Regions from separate parts of the Anas platyrhynchos genome. Here region 1 is linked to region 2. A link is a contact called in public Hi-C data. All regions are on one chromosome and are shown on one strand. The core of a region is the stretch at or near the end of the contact, and the rest is flanking DNA. Distances in the headings are between cores, read along the strand shown. Region 1 overlaps MCTP2 (multiple C2 and transmembrane domain containing 2). Region 2 overlaps MCTP2 (multiple C2 and transmembrane domain containing 2).

The links. A called contact is a pair of places that touch in the nucleus more often than the background predicts.
Region 1: a contact with region 2 is called in a Hi-C map of skeletal muscle, with 2.2 times the contacts expected there. The contact joins two enhancer-like sites. A contact is called at or near these places in 3 of 8 Hi-C or Micro-C datasets (liver, skeletal muscle and subcutaneous adipose tissue).

The regions. Positions count from the first base shown.
Region 1 is chr11:19,291,636-19,295,880 of IASCAAS_PekinDuck_T2T, reverse strand. It overlaps MCTP2 (multiple C2 and transmembrane domain containing 2), which reads right to left. Exons shown (of 27, transcript XM_038185162.2): 7 at 4,227-4,245; 8 at 3,112-3,220. Among named protein-coding and RNA genes, the nearest start is that of MCTP2, 58 kb to the right of the region's middle. Within about 2 kb of position 1,475, at least 1 of the 8 cell types and tissues checked has an H3K27ac peak or open chromatin away from gene starts, as enhancers often do.
Region 2 is chr11:19,248,210-19,252,248 of IASCAAS_PekinDuck_T2T, reverse strand. The region is part of intron 1 of MCTP2 (multiple C2 and transmembrane domain containing 2); the gene reads right to left. Among named protein-coding and RNA genes, the nearest start is that of MCTP2, 14 kb to the right of the region's middle. Within about 2 kb of position 2,683, at least 1 of the 8 cell types and tissues checked has an H3K27ac peak or open chromatin away from gene starts, as enhancers often do.

The sequences.
Region 1 (4,245 bases), core at 226-2,725, 45 kb before region 2:
TTTTAACGTATGAACTGTATCCCAAAAAGCACCAGAAAGAAGCAAATAAACCATACTCCAAGCAAGCTAATGACCCATGGGTAACATTTTGCCACCCTGCATCCCCAAGAGGGGGCACTGCAGTGTTGACCTGGAGAGGGATTTTTATTTTTTTTTTGGAGCCTCTCCCATGTCAGTAGAACAGAGATGCTGTTCTACAGCACTATGCTTCCTTGGCTTGGGTACAGAGAGACAAACAGGAAAAAAAAAAAAAAAAACCACCGATAGAAAAGACAATAGGTGAAGAAAAAAAAATAGTAAAAATTAGGTTAATAGATAATAAAGGTAAAGAGTAAGAATAATCTGGTAAAGCAAAGGAGAAATTTGAACTATACCAAAAGGAACACGTCCCAGAAAGAGCAGTACATAGTGGGGTGAAAATTCAGTAGAATACCTGGAAGGCTTGGGAAAAGTGAAGTCACCTGCCAGTCTTACAGTCTGGGGTTATCAGAACTACCCACCTTTACAGAGAAATATAATTAAAGCCTGTTTAATAACTTAAGTGTATAACGAGTAAAATTAGCCATGTGGATTTTCTGAGTAGAACGAAGACGACTTTCCAGCAACCATACTGGTGGCAGAAATATTTCTCCTCTGTTAAACACCACAGATTGATAGATACATACACGCACATACGTATATAAACACAAATGCACAATGCAACTGAAGCTGGAAATTGCCACCAGAGGGCAGCAAGGACCCGCTGTGCTGGGCTTTTCTTCCCTTAGAGCTCTCCAGCATTCCCTAACAGCCCTCAGCCAGGGAGATTGAAAGGAACTGGCAGTAAATTAAAATTAAGGGGAAAAGTGCATGCATGAGAAATGGGTAGGGCACCACATAAGTGTTTTTTTTTTTTTTTTTTTTTTTTTGAGTAAATACAGAGCTTCCCCAGAATGCAAACTGATGGTTCTGATGACTTCTTTGAGACATCTCTTTTTGGAGAAAATACTGTTAATAATTAATAAATATTAAAATTTAGGAAATTTAGAAAACTTATGGTAAGTCTAATTTAAACCAGCAATGCTGGTATACACTCTTCACCCAGGCTCTGTGGTTTAAATGTGGTCTTTTTGTTATTTAGGGTGTAACATACTCCACAGAGACAGAAGATTTGAAGTTAGCGTCCATCACTGACCAGACAAGCAGTTACCACTGGTATGACGACTCTATGTGGATAAAAGCAGCACAGTGCTACTGTCTTCCTATATACGAATGTTGAGACTCTACTGCCACTGCTACCTACCAAAGCATCTTTGCAGTTACTCACACAGGGCTAACCAGTGGATGCTTACCCCTCCAACACGCACAATAAAACACAGGACCAGGAACTCAGCATTTACCCCCTGCAGAGTTCCAGAGCAGCTCATTACACAAAATAAATAAATAAATGGGAAAGAGGGTTTGAAGCCCACTCCCAGCTGTGTCAGACAGCATTGCCTGGTTAGTTCTGGGGGTTTCCTGTTCCCACAACATGAATGAGCACGACTTGGCCCCTGGCCCTAGCCACAGCCAGAATCCTAGGATATGCTGGCTGCAGGCAATATGTTCCTGTATTCAAATTATTTGGAGTAGGCTAGTACACTCCAGAGCAGCGGCTGTATCTGGTGTCACAGCGGGTGAGAGGAGGGAAGTTGCATTTGCCTGACCCACAAGCTTTCTCTGAGGTTCTTATACTGGCTTTGCTCATCTCTCCAACTTCCCACTTCTAAAAACATGATGCAAAAACCACAGTGGCTGCAGTTCAGGCTTAAGTGTCTCACAAAGACCTTATGTAACCAGCAGGACAAAGACCTATAAGGATGCCATCAGGGCATCACCACTATGCTTTTCTGAAGGTACCACCACCACAACACAACTGTGCCTGAAGAATTATCATTAAAAAAAAAAAACTATTTTCCCACTTCACCACAAAGTCTGTGAAAAAAAGTGGGAATTTTATTGAATGATTTACCACCTCACATACTCAGTCTTCTAAATGAACAGTCATTTGCCACAGAAAGTGACAGACCCATCAAACTGATTTTTTCCCCTTATGCTGTTTCACTTTGTTGCACAATGCTTCATTAAGACAAGCATTTGCTTTCTTATGCAAGAAAACACAGCCCAGAGCAAACTATGTGTTCTGTCCTCTATAGAAATACTGCTCTGCTGGAATCACTCATTTATAACATCTCTTCCATAGAAGCAGCTGGATATGTCCTGGCTTGTGCAGCTTGCTAGGATATCTGATGAACTGCTACGCTGTCAGGAAGTACATGCTTCTGTTTAAAGAGTGATGATCTTAATCTAAGTATTCATTCACTACTTCCAAAAGCTAGGAAGAAAAAGCAGCATATGCTTGGCCAAGAGTTACTGTTTGGTGAAGACATGAAAAACCAACATGGAAAAAGTTAACTGAGATAATAAAAGATGGAAATCCCCAAAACAAGCACCGCATGTGAAGGCTTATAAATCCATACAGGTCCCTCCAAACGCAAACCTTGAATGCAACACTAATTCAAGATGAATTTCTTTAAACTATGGTTATTTTTTTTGTATGGCTTTATTCTCTTATTCTCTTCTTTTTTGATACACTTTTTTTTTTTCCTTTTGAATTCTGTCCTCTTAAGTTTTATTAAGTTGTGTTTCAAATTCATGAAAGGGGCCTTGACTTACACCCACTCTTCCCACAGTTTCCCTTTTATTAATTTTTTTACCGATAACCTAAAGCTCTCCTAGAACAGCTATTTTATTTATCACATTTCAAATTATTCCTTTAAAAAAAAAAAATAGATTAGAATCTCTGAAGATTAATGACCGCAGTTCTTGAATAGATACAGATGCTAAGTACAATAAAGGAGGGGTTTTGCAGCTGTGCAATCAGGAAGGAGCAGCAAACACAGGGCAGCTCCCTCCCCTGTGTATCTAAGGTGGATAAACCCAGGTGTTGAGTGTTCTGACCTGGACACAAGTCAATGACTTATTGCATCAGAGATAAGAAAAGATGCTGATGGCACAAAGTGCTGCCAAACTCCCGTCAGTGAAAGCAGAGTCCTGCAACCCAAAGGGAAGCAGCTGAAAGGTGTGGCTTACCACAACGATCTCTGATAACCAGGTTCCGGCCTTCTTTCAGGTGAATGGTCAGGAGGTAAGCAAAGGGGCTAGGCAAGTCATTCAAACAATCACTTCCTTCTTCTACAGCCTAAGGAGAACAAAGAAATCAGTCACCACTACGGGCCTCCCCAAGCAGACATGTGAACAGACTAGGTGTTTTCTTGGTGCTGCAGAGGTGAAGTTCACGGGCCTTTTTTCTTTGGGCAATCTTTTACAGTGCACTTGACAGAAAAAGGAAAAGAAGATGTCTGAGACTGCTTCCTTACATAAATAACTAATCATCATTGTCAGATAAACTCACAAAACCAAGAGTAACAAAAGGATGGCTACAACTGAAAATCAGTTATAACAGTAAACGTCATAAATGCACAGACAGGCGTTCTAAATCCTAGCATTTCTTTTTTTTTTTTTCTAGCTGCTTATTCCTTGTGCATTCACATTTATCTGCTGAAATCATGAAAAATACAAATTTCATAAAATTACTGAGTGGAATGTTTCTTTATACAGGTTTAGAAGACCTGAAAGCAGCAGTGGACAAAGCATTCTTGTTCAGAGTTGCTGCCAGGGTTACATCCCACATCACCACCATCCAGATGGCATATTTGGTGAGGGCAAAGGTAGTGAAGTTTGCCTAGAATAAGCAAATACACTTTACATGAGGACTGCATGTCAATAACTGCCAATGCCTTTTTGCACTGTTGTAAAACTGGATTGTTGTCATGTTAGTTAAACCCTACATTCATAGTAAGGTAGTTGCAGTCTCTATTTTAATTCAATTTATTCCTGAGATACTGAGTATTTATGCTGATGCTTTCATCAGTTACCACTGCTAACAGAAATTATAGAATACTTTATAAAAGCAGGACATGCCAATCTATTTAAAATATTCAAAACCGCCTTGCATGACCGCCAAAAAAATGCCCCAAAAATACCATGCCGGAAAAATCTATAGGAAGCTTCACACGTTTATTTATTTATTTATTTATTTTAACCTGTAAGGAGCAAATCAGCAAAGAACCCAAACCTAAAATTAATTGTGCTTCCCCTAAACAGTCTGACAAAGTTTCAAAATACTTTAAAGTAATAGGACGTACCATCTGATCATCGAAAAAT
Region 2 (4,039 bases), core at 1,434-3,933:
GTTCTCACAATCTTCTTGTAAAGCTTCCTATTGTGTACCCATGTGTTCAGGATTTTTGCGGATGAAAGAAACTCTCTCCCAACCAGCCCTGGGGTAAACCACATGAAAATTCTGAACCCCCAAACCAAATTAGCTGGCTACAAAGCAATACAGGAACATGAAGTGAAACTGTCATATCTATTTCCAGTGAATATTAACATCAATGCATGGAAGCATAAAAACTTCCAGATGTGTCTTTGGTGTTGAGGCTTGTTCCACAGGAACTAGGAGACTCAGTGTAACCAAACCTCCACAAAGCATCTAAAGAGCACTCACCAGTTCACAGTAACTGACTACAATCAGCCCAAAACCCCTCAAAATCATCTACTTCCCAGTACTGTAATTTACCCTTACAGGTAAATCTTACAATTATAATCAGGCGGCTCCAGCTAAACTTTGTTTTGCATGAAATCCAGCAGCAAGCCTTTGAGAAAGAAGAATGAAAATCTTGATCTGCAGAGACCACCTAAGTCTTAAAGCAGCAATACCATGCAATCTCCCATCCAGCCACAGCATTAAACCTTCAGAATAAATGTGCTTGAAATATTACAAAAAACAAAATGCTTCATTATTACTTTACTATTGGCTCAACTTCAAAACTCAAGCAGTATGTCAATTATTGCTGTGTTTTTACGCTGTATAATTGGAAAAAAATTTAGTTTACTTTGTAGAAAGTAAACACCTGCAATTCTGCTATGAATTTATTCACTTTCTTTTATCCTACAGGATGGAAAAATACCTCAGACTCCTGTTCCCAGTAAAAGCATTCATACTACCTTAAACAAGGATGGGATAGCACTATTTTGCATGCAGACATCTGTTTCATGTCAGTAAAATATACATCCTGTTTATTATGGTCTATGACCATTACTCTTTGCTGATAAACATTCTATATTTATGTTTTTTTTAAAGGGGGTGCAATTGAAAACAAGCACAATTACCTATTTCCCCTATCACAAAATCAAATGTTGGAATTCAGAAAAGTTAGTTTATGCATGCAAAAGATAGAAAATGCCTCTCGGATTCAGCCACTTAGAGGCTAACAAGGGAAAAAAAAATTTGGTGTCACCTCACAGACACTTCTAGCAGTATGCTTCTGCTTTGGAATTACCTGCACCAGCAGTGGTCTAAAGATAGACTATTTCTTTACAATATTGCCCCCTGTTGTGAGGAGGAAGCCTCAAAGATCCATCCAGCAGGATTACCAGACTCATTTGTTAAAACGACCTCACGAATCCTCACAGACATCCTCCTTCCCTTTAAAGCCCATGTGAAGAGGGAGGCATAAGACCTGAAACATTAAGCCTGAATGTAGCTGGAAAACAGACTAGGAGGCTTTATTACATTTCCCATCAAGTTACCCTGTTTTATTGCATTGCAGTCCTTGAAAATTTGATTAGTGATTTCTCCTCTTCATTCATTCTCCTGACATCTGGATTTCAAACCTCTGATCCATATCTGCAAATATGCTAATACAAATTCCAGCTAGGTATTGCCACTACCCACTCCTGACCTACTAAAGTTAAGTGTCAGGAACTCTAAGTTTTTTTTTTATTATTTGTACTTTACTATTGCAAATTTCCTGAAGGCAGCACTAAAGGAAGGCCTGGGAAAACCTAGATTCAGGTCAAAGCAAGGTACATGAATTGTAACAAGTATTGTCACAGCAGAGAGTCTGAAGTCTTTATGCGGTGTTTTTTCAAAGTGAAAGAAAATCTCTTGAAAATATAAGACTTAAAAAATGAATTTCATTACTTTTTCTACTCAGCTTTTTCTTTGACAGAGGTCCTGCCCACTAAACTCATGCAGTGCACATGAGTACAGCCAGGTCGTCAGCACATGTCAAGTAGAGCTTACAAGCAGCTGAGCTTTGGCTGCTTGGACGCAGAGGAAGCTCCAGGGATCAGCTCTCCTGCAGTACCCATCATCCCAGAGCAGCTGCTGTGCTGCATAGGCTCTACCTGCATATTGAGAGTGATAATACCTGTAAAAGTCAAGGATGGCAATCAACAGATGCTCTTATCATAATCAGCTTTACTTAATAGGAAGCACTTCTGCAGAACTACAAGACAAGAATCGGACAAGTTTCTTCATGTCCTCTACCCTCCAAATATTCACTTTTATTTTTCCAGCGCATTTCAGGGATTTATACAAAAACTTTCATTGCTCCCAAAGCTTTCCAGCAGTATCATTACAATTTTGCCCTAGTACAGTATTACTGGTAGCATTATTGCAAAACCCCACTCCTCAAAATCAGATGGATTTGGGGTTTTAGCCTGGTAGGCCACAGGAGAGATCCAGCTGCAGCTCCCCTTGGATCTGGGTCTGCTCCCATGGAGCATGTAGCATTACAGCATGCAAAGAGGGAGGTGTGGATAGCCTTCAGGCACCCAGCTAAAGACCAGCCCCAGCAGGGATCACAACCAGAGTGGTTTTACAGGTGCTTGGCTGCAGGGAACATTTGATTTGCAAAGCTCAAAAAAGCAGCAAGAGGTGATGGTTTGGGGTTATACCACCTGCAAAGACGTGGGGAGCTGCACTGTCTGCTTATGAGAGAGGGAAGCTGGAGGGCTCGGCAGCTCAGTGCACAAGTAAGGTGCATGCCAGCAGATGGCATCGGAAAACCATAAATCCATCGGCCCTGCTGCCTCCAGCTCTGCAGCAATCCTTCACTCCTCTAGACAGCATCGCCTTAGATGCAATACACCATAAGTGCAATCATTGTGTTAGCTTGTGCAGTTTCCTGCTGCAGCATGAAAACACTTCAGCTCCATTTATTTACATCCTACTTCCCTGCTGTGGGAAGGATGCTAATAGCTACTTATAGAAGGGAAAAATAATGAAGTAGGGATTTGATGGGTTGCCTGTTGATACATAGAAAAAGTGTTACGCCAAGAGCAAATACAATTCTCCTCAGCCAGCTCAGCACTCTGATCCCTCTCTCAGCTCCATGGCACTCATGTGAATTTTGGCCTCCACATACCTGCATATATGTGAGAAGGTGGAGAGGCTTGTAAATATTGTGGTTGAATTTTAATCCCTCTTTTTTTTTTTTTTGCACTGTATTTATGCAGTCCCTTGTGAAATTCCTCTCCAGTTTATCATATCATAGAGCACCTGAATTTCAGCTCACATTTCCATGACCTTCTCAGAAAAATGACACCAGCAGAAGATGGGAGGGAATCAGTTTGCTAACTAGAAAGAATTTTTTTTTTTTTAATCTAGCTGTTGTCCCACAGCAAGAGGCCAGCGTAGTCTGGCCAGCAAAGTCCCTATAAAAACAGTTCCCAGGAACTGCTTACAAGTCTAAGGTATTAGAAAATGCTGCCTTGATGATGGCAAAGGGCAACACTGGTGAACAGCAGAGCACCTGCAATTGTAGGGCCAAAACTTAGCCACGTCATATTTTAAATATCACTGAATTTCACTCATTCCAGGTACTGTTCTGCAGTCTTCACCTCCAAATCTAATGAAGTCTTTTCTTTACATTACTATTCCCTTCTATAGATTAATAGGAGAGCTTCCAGTTTTTAAGGACAGCAATATTTACATTTGCTGCCGCATACCTCCTTCCAGAGCCATGTCTTGGGGCTTTTAGGAGTATGCCTGAGCAAACATGACTCTTTATATAGACTTCAAGCAGAGGTAACTCGAGTAAACACTGACTTAAAACCTTGAAAGCTAATATTTAGCAAGCTCTTGTGTTCACAACTTTGGAAAGGTTTGCCTCTGGAAATAAAGCAAGAATATCTTCCCCTCAAAAAAAAAAAAAAAAAAAAAAAGCCAGTGGCAAATCCACACCCAGTGCTAACACTGGAATTCCTGACTTTGTACGTTATCCTATACTGGAAACAGGCATACCCAAATGCTAGTTTTATAGAGCCAGGTTTTACAGATGCAGACCCCCAGGACAAGACTTTCAAGGGTAGTCTTTGTACCTGCCTGAGCTGTATGGGCAAGTTGCCCCATGGCTTGTAAAAGAGCTGAGTCTCAGTACAGC